Regions from separate parts of the Sus scrofa genome. Here region 2 is linked to region 1. Evidence: chromatin contacts called from public HiChIP or PLAC-seq data. All regions are on one chromosome and are shown on one strand. Each heading gives the region's core, a stretch centred on a gene start, on an enhancer-like site or on the middle of the called end of the contact. The rest is flanking DNA. Distances are from core to core; before and after follow the strand shown. Region 1 overlaps MBD2 (methyl-CpG-binding domain protein 2). Region 2 holds the start of POLI (DNA polymerase iota).

The links. HiChIP or PLAC-seq counts read pairs in DNA pulled down with a chosen protein or histone mark.
Region 2: a contact with region 1 is called in an H3K27ac HiChIP or PLAC-seq map of alveolar macrophages. The contact joins the promoter of POLI here to the enhancer-like site in region 1. A contact is called at or near these places in 1 of 5 promoter capture datasets (liver), 2 of 47 Hi-C or Micro-C datasets (blood and fibroblasts) and 1 of 2 datasets of contacts at active chromatin or transcription factors (alveolar macrophages).

Annotation. Positions count from the first base shown.
Region 1 is chr1:103,739,085-103,742,404 of Sscrofa11.1, reverse strand. The region is part of intron 5 of MBD2 (methyl-CpG-binding domain protein 2); the gene reads left to right. Among named protein-coding and RNA genes, the nearest start is that of MBD2, 28 kb to the left of the region's middle. Within about 2 kb of position 1,579, at least 3 of the 83 cell types and tissues checked have an H3K27ac peak or open chromatin away from gene starts, as enhancers often do. A contact at or near this core is called in alveolar macrophages, where this site is marked.
Region 2 is chr1:103,791,870-103,795,476 of Sscrofa11.1, reverse strand. POLI (DNA polymerase iota) reads right to left here and starts at 1,698. Exons shown (of 10, transcript XM_021093321.1): 1 at 1,085-1,698. The coding sequence starts at 1,232.

The DNA.
Region 1 (3,320 bases), core at 330-2,829:
TCAGTGGCAATGGAAATGGAAAAGAAGGGTGGATTCAAAGGTGATTATGGAGGAATTGTATTTAGTAATTGATCAGAGATGGGGGGGTCCTAGATTAAGAGTACATAAATTCTATACAGGATAAACTATAGAGGAAGGTTGATGATCATTTTGGGAAAGGCCTACATTTAAAGTTTAGGAGGAGAGGAGTTAAGGGGATATGGGAGGTGAATTTTTGATGGATTTTCTTTGTGTGTATGTCATGTATATTTGAAAAAATCATATATATTTCTTTGAATTAATTGTTTTGGCAGTTTTATGACTATGTTTTATACCTCCATACAAAAAGATAATTTTAACTTCAGATTTTTAGTCTTAGCTAAAATTTGATTTCTGGAGGTAATTGTTATTTAAAGTTGGAGAAATCTTTTTTACAGTACGGAGACCCTTGTAAGTAACAAGTAAACTTTAACTTTTAGAGAGATAGGAAAAATAGGAAGTTGTTTCATTCTCAAACATTTCCAGTGCTGTAGCTTATAGAATGTTTATTATTCCCCACAAAGCCCTTCCTGATATTGTTGGAGAGTGATGTTCCTCAGAACTTGATCTTGAGCCCTAGAGCTAACTGTCTGCTGTCCACAGTGCTCCTTGCTGCTTATAGGCCGGTCCATCCTATTCTGCTCTGGGAGCTGCAACCCCCACAGTGCATCCTTTTAGAAAATGGTTTGCTCAGACTTCTGGTCTCCTTATAATGGTTTGACTAAACATCAAGATTATCCATGTTATCAAAGTAACATGAAAAAAAATCCATTCTGCTCTATTACTCGTTTTCAGAGTGCAGTTTCCCATGCAAGTAGCAGTAGATTTGATTTTCATGTCATAGACTGGCGGGGCATGCTACAGTTATCTAGCCCAGGTAATGCCGATTACAGATGAGTTTATAGAGAGACAGTGGGAATATCACTAAGTTAAGGTGACCGTTATTTAAGTCTGTCTGGTATCTCAGTTAAGTTGTTTTTAGATTTGAAAGTCATTTGGCAAATAAAATTTCTTTCTTTTTGGTAATCTATAGTTAGAAACCTCTAAGATAGGGTTAGGTTTAAGAAATACTTTAAATCAACTATGCTTCAATACAAAAAAATAAAAAAGTGCTTTCAAAAGTTTAATCAAAATGAAAGCAAGCAAAGACATAGTTCAAGTGATGAAAATGTTCTTATATGACCTGGAAAAATATAACTCATGCTTTTGATTTTCACTTAATAGTTACTTTTCTTCCCCTGAAAAAAAGCAGAGGATAAGTTAAAGGTGAGATCACAGGTTGGCTCTGGGTAGGCCGGTATAGGGGGGCAGTTGGTAGGGAATTTTTTTGTGGTTGAAAGTGAAATATTAGTATTTCGTTACTGGGATTAGAAGTAATCGCTTTGGGCAGAGAAAACTGAAAATGACTAATATCCTTCACTAGTCTACTGGAGTTTAAAAAAAAGTAATTTCCCTAAGTTACAATTTGATGCTTTTAGAATAAAAGCTTAGTCAGGTTAAGTCCTGGCGTGTCTGAGACTGTTACCTAACAGCAGCCATCTTAGAGGGCAGACAGATGATAACTTAGTCACTCTGGACAAGACCAGAGCTTTAATGACATACAGTCATTTTGTTTATCTACCATTGACTTCCTCCACCACATCCAGTCATTTTGCCACTATACAGATGGTACCTACCCGACGGACAGAATTTCTGCTTAACCATTCCCGTGGGCCTTGCCTTCTCCTCCTGCAGAGGAAGGTAGTTGGTCTTAAAATCCCCGGGGCAGCCCAGCTGACTTTCCTTAGCATGAGCTATAGCAGTTATGGAGAAGAAAATGGCTTGTACCATATTCTGAAGGTGACAGTATGTATAACCAGTACTTTTAGCTGTGCAGTACATATGCTTATATCTGTATATCAAATAGTTTATCAGAATCTTGTTTACCAGTAACTGGACATATGACTATTTTAGCTTAATTAAAATTAACTGTAATTATGTGACATGATAGCAGAGTAATCTTTACCAATTTTTCATTAACTTGGGTTTTCTAGTAATACTTCATTTCTTAGGTAGTGTAAAATTAATCATGAGAATACTTTCCAGTTCAGTTTTTTTAATTCCAGGCAATGTAAGTTTTAAATATGCATGGAATTTTCTATTCCATTGTGTCTGCAGTGAGAACCATTTTCTTAACTATTCAACTGGTAGGTGTTTTTTTTGCTCTCAGAAGTTACTTTGGTCAGTGCTAGCTGATATCAATTATGTTTTTGGGTTTAAATAAGAGACATAATTTTTGGTTGTTTGACTAATAAAGGGAATGTATAGAATTGTGATGAAGTAGAATTGCAGGGATAGTAGAATTATTTCTAACTGGACTTGGAGAATAACAGACAACTTCATAGATGGAGTGACATTTTAGCTGGTCTCGGAGGATTTAATAGTTTTATTGCTTGTGCTCATCCTTGGAATGACATGGTTGAAAGTCAGAGGTCCACAGCATAGTCTGGTAACATTGAGTTTAGAATGTGTGGTGTCTTTAAGGCTGGTGGGAAAAAGGGAAAAAAATATCTGAATAGATTGAGGGTTTTTAATGTTTTATTAAGGAGGCAAAGCTATATTGTCAGCATTGAGGAGTCTTTGAGCATTTAGACTTAATATTGGATGTGTGGGCTGAGGGATGGAGCATTGAACATTGTGATATGGCCTTCTAGCTTGAAGATGACTTGGTAGGTAGATAGTGATGCTGCAGTAGAGGGCAGCACAGGAAGCTCAGGTATGGGGGTAGATGTTTGCAGTGGGCAGAGATGATTCAAGTTTTAGACAGTATCAAGGGTTACATGCTATTTTGTGATATGGAGCATATTTGGAAATTTGGATTAGAATGAGAGCTGAGGTTTGTTAATACATAATTTTGTATTCTTTCCTCTGCTGTGTTCTGGTTGTTGTTTGCTTCCTTCTATTCTGTTACATTCTAGTTTTACTCGTTTTCTTCATCTGTAGGCTGAATTCTATACCTTGAATTGTGTTTCAGGAATAGTTATATGATTGTGGAAAAAGAATATTGATACAGTCTTCAGTTGTCTTGAAGTCCCTGGCGGCAGAATACCATGGAGGTTGTGACAGACTTGGGTGTGTTGATTTGAACTTGACCCAGCCAGAAGTTTTGCTTTTCGAGGAAAATGTAAATTACTTGGTTTTCCAGGCTTTTCTCTTTTGACTTCCTGATGGATTATTTTTCTTTTCATGTGGTCAGTTAGTGCGAGGTTAAGAAAATGTGACATGTTGTCTTCTTTGAGAGGTATTCTAGAATTCTTATAATT
Region 2 (3,607 bases), core at 449-2,948, 53 kb before region 1:
CACTTGGAAGTTTATAGTAAAACTTAAGAGTAAATTGAAAGGGGTAGAAAGGTTTAAACACTGATTTTCAACCAACTTAAAAACTATTCTAAGCGGCACATCCTTAAATTAAAAAAATAATCTGAAATACAAATAGCAGAAGACAGAACCAGTACACTATATTTAACTCCCATATAAGATCAGGATTATCTGGTTAAACTCTGGTTACCCCATACCTATAACAGAGCCTGGCATATAACAGACCACCAATACTTGCTAAATTGGAACACTGAGTAAATATTTCCCGGACTTTAAAAAGTAGTTCACGAACTGAGGGAGGGGGCAGAAGAGATGCCAGCTCTAAGCACCAGTTAAATACAAGGCAGGTTAAATGCAATGTGCTATTCTGGTTTAGATCCTAGAACAGGAAAGTAACTGGTAAAACAGGGAAAAACTGGTAAAATCTGAATAATGCTTGTCCTTTAGTTAATAGCACCATGCTAATGTTAAAACTTCTTAGTTTTGACAAATGAAGATATTAAAGTTATTTGTGCCTCTCTTGGCAAATCTAAAACTATTCCAAAATTAAAGTTTTTAAAAAGGGACAGGGGGAGCAAGGAATGAGAGCCCTGACCTCAGGCCCTGGGATTGGGGAGGTACAAGGTAGGGCCCAAGAGCTGTACTTGGGTCACCGGAGAGGCGGCCACAGCAGACGTGCCTCGTCCCGGGTTCGGCGCTGAGCCATCTCCTCCCATCCCGGCTGAGGCCAGGCCCGAGTTTTGCCAAGCGGGCGACAAGGTTCCCCGCTTCTGCAACCTAAAGCGCCTGGGGGCCTCTCTGGCTTTCACGGGGCTGTTTGAGGGATCACAAATGCACCCTGGACTAACACTGCTGCGCCCACCCTACTCCTAGGCAAAGCCAGCCCTTTTGGGGGTTTTCGCCTCCAAACACCAGGCAGCAAAGGGAAGCTATTTCGGCGGTGCGGGGAAAACGAAAGGACCTGAAAGGGGCGGGGACGGTCGCACCCCAACGGCCGCCGCCGCCGCCGCCGCCGCCCCGGGCGACCGCCCGCCCCGCCCCGCCCCGCCCCGCCCTATTAATTTACACCAAGCGAGGCCGTCGGGCTCCTCAGGCCCGGACGAACCCGGCGAGCTACATGCCGCCCCCGCCTCCGGCCGCTCCATGGCCCGAACCGCGTCCTCTCCCTCGTCACGGCTGCCTTCCTCCTCGGGCTCCACCCCCTGCTTCTCCATCCCGCCCGGGCGGCCAACCGCAGCTCTGCTCGCCGCCGCTTCCGCCTGGTCTCCAGAGAAGCCGCTCCGGGTTCACGCCTGCGCTCTCGGAACCGACCTGCCTGCTGCGGGGAGGATCGCTCGGGCGGGGAAATCCTACTGACCCACGTGCAGAGGTTCTCTCCCTCCCAGCCGAGGCCCGAGTGTGGAATTGTGGTTCCAAACAGCTCCTTTTTTTTTTGAGGTCTTAAGAGTTAGTCCCACCCTACACATTTTAGCTCTTTATCTGTACTCAGAGGCCAGCTTGTTCTTCTGAACAACTGTTAGCAAAATTGCGAACCCTTAGACGCTAAATGGTTTATGGTGATGGGGGTTGGGGAAAGGGTGGAAATTATAAGAGCAAGGTAACCACGTAAACTAATATCATTAGCAAATGTATTAAAGTTTGTGGCATTTTCGTTTGTTGATTGATTCAAAGAGACTGTGACAGATTAGATCCCTGAATTTTCAATCATCTAAACTAAATAAGATTTTGATACATGAGCTTTGGATAAGATTGTCTTGAGTGTACTGCAATTAATTGAACAAATGAGGAGTTTCCCTAGTGGCTCAGGGGAAACAAGTCTGACTAGTATCCATGGAGACGCGGGTTCGATCCCTGACCTGGATCAGTGGTGGGTTGAGGGTCAGGATCCACTGTTGCTGTGAACTGTGGTGTAGATCACAGGCGCAGCTGGAATCTGGCATGGCTGTGGCTGTGGTGTAGGCCAGTGGCCACAGCTCAGATTCGACTCCTAGCCTGGGAACCTCTTACGCCGCTGGTGTGGCCCTAAAAAGCAAAAAAAAAAAAAAAAAAAAAAAAAAAAAAAAAAAAAAAAAAAGGAAGAAAGAAAACTAACATAACGTAATATTGCAATGTGTTCAAAATAGTGTCATGCAAGTGTCTATTCTCTTTCCTTCTGTTGAGATGCCTTCTGTGCCTGTGAGAGTGTGTGTGTGTGTGTTTCTTCCAATAGAGAAAATTTGGAAATGTCTGGGGGAGGGGGGCGCTTGTGTGTGTTATATATATATATATATATATATACACACAATACTTTGGGTCTTTTTAAACAGGATTTTCTCTTATAAATATGATGTGAAAACTTTGAGAAACTCACTCAAGGACATGCTGCTATATCCATAAAGAAGGAATAACAGGCAGAACTGGGGCTCAGTGGTTTGGAGACCAAGTCTTCCTTTTGGGGTATTCCACTCTTAAGACTTGTGGACCAATTCCCTAAAAGTCTTCAGTCTAGGATTTAAGTCACCAATTTAAAGCTATGCTGCCTTCTTTGTGATTGCTGTTTGATAGGTGTAGATAAAGTGCTTTTGATTAAGGGCCTTTTTGGCCACTAAGTACCTCTTTGGCTGTCTTCAAGGGTCCAATTACTTGTAGACAACTAAGGTACTTTGTTTTAATTCCTCCATGTTGAGAATGATACAAACCAGGGAAATACCATGGCAGATTAAGAGTTCCTTGAGTTCCTGTTGTGGGTCAGCATGTTAGGAATCTCACATTTATCCATGAGGGTTCAGGTTTGTTCCCTGGCCTCCCTCAGAGGGTTAAGGATCTGGCATTGCAGCAAGGTGTGGTAAAGTTTGCAGATGTAGTTTGAATTTGACCCCTAACCTGGGAACTTCCATAAGCCACAGGTTTGGCCATTAAAATAAAAAAAAAAAAAATTAAAAATTAAAAAAAAAAAAAGATCCTTTTTAAAGAGCCCTAGGCTCACAAACACTCAGCACCTTGACTAAAAGTGAAATAGGCCAGCAGAGAGTAAGATGCTTACTTATGTGAATCTAGTAGTGGTAAATCCATTTACCAGAGTTTTTCACAAAGAAAAATTCATTAAGAATACTTTTTCAGGAGTTCCCGTTGTGGTGCAGTGGAAACAAATCTGACGAGGAAGCATGAGTTTCCAGGTTCGATTCCTGGCCTTGCTCAGTGAATTAAGAATCTGGTGTTGCCGTGGCTGTGGTATAGGCCGGCACCTGTAGCTTCAATTAGACAATTAGACCCCTAGCCTGGGAACCTCCATATGTCGCGGGTACAGCCCTCAAAAGCAAAAAAAAAAAAAAAAAAAAAAAAAAAAGAATACTTTTTCACTAGAGGAAACCATTCCCTTTGCCCATTTTCCTTGGTGCTTTGAACACTGGGCAACTTGGATATATTAAGAGGCATAAAACTAAAATTTATTTGAGCTAATATGTGGGATAAATTAGAAGTTTTTTTTTTCCTGTTATATAAATCCCTTCCTCCAGTTTTAATTAATTGTCTGTAATTAGGATATCTGGAATATTTTGAGCCTGGATCATAATTGTATATTTAAATGCCAAATGAGAAAAACAATTGCAAG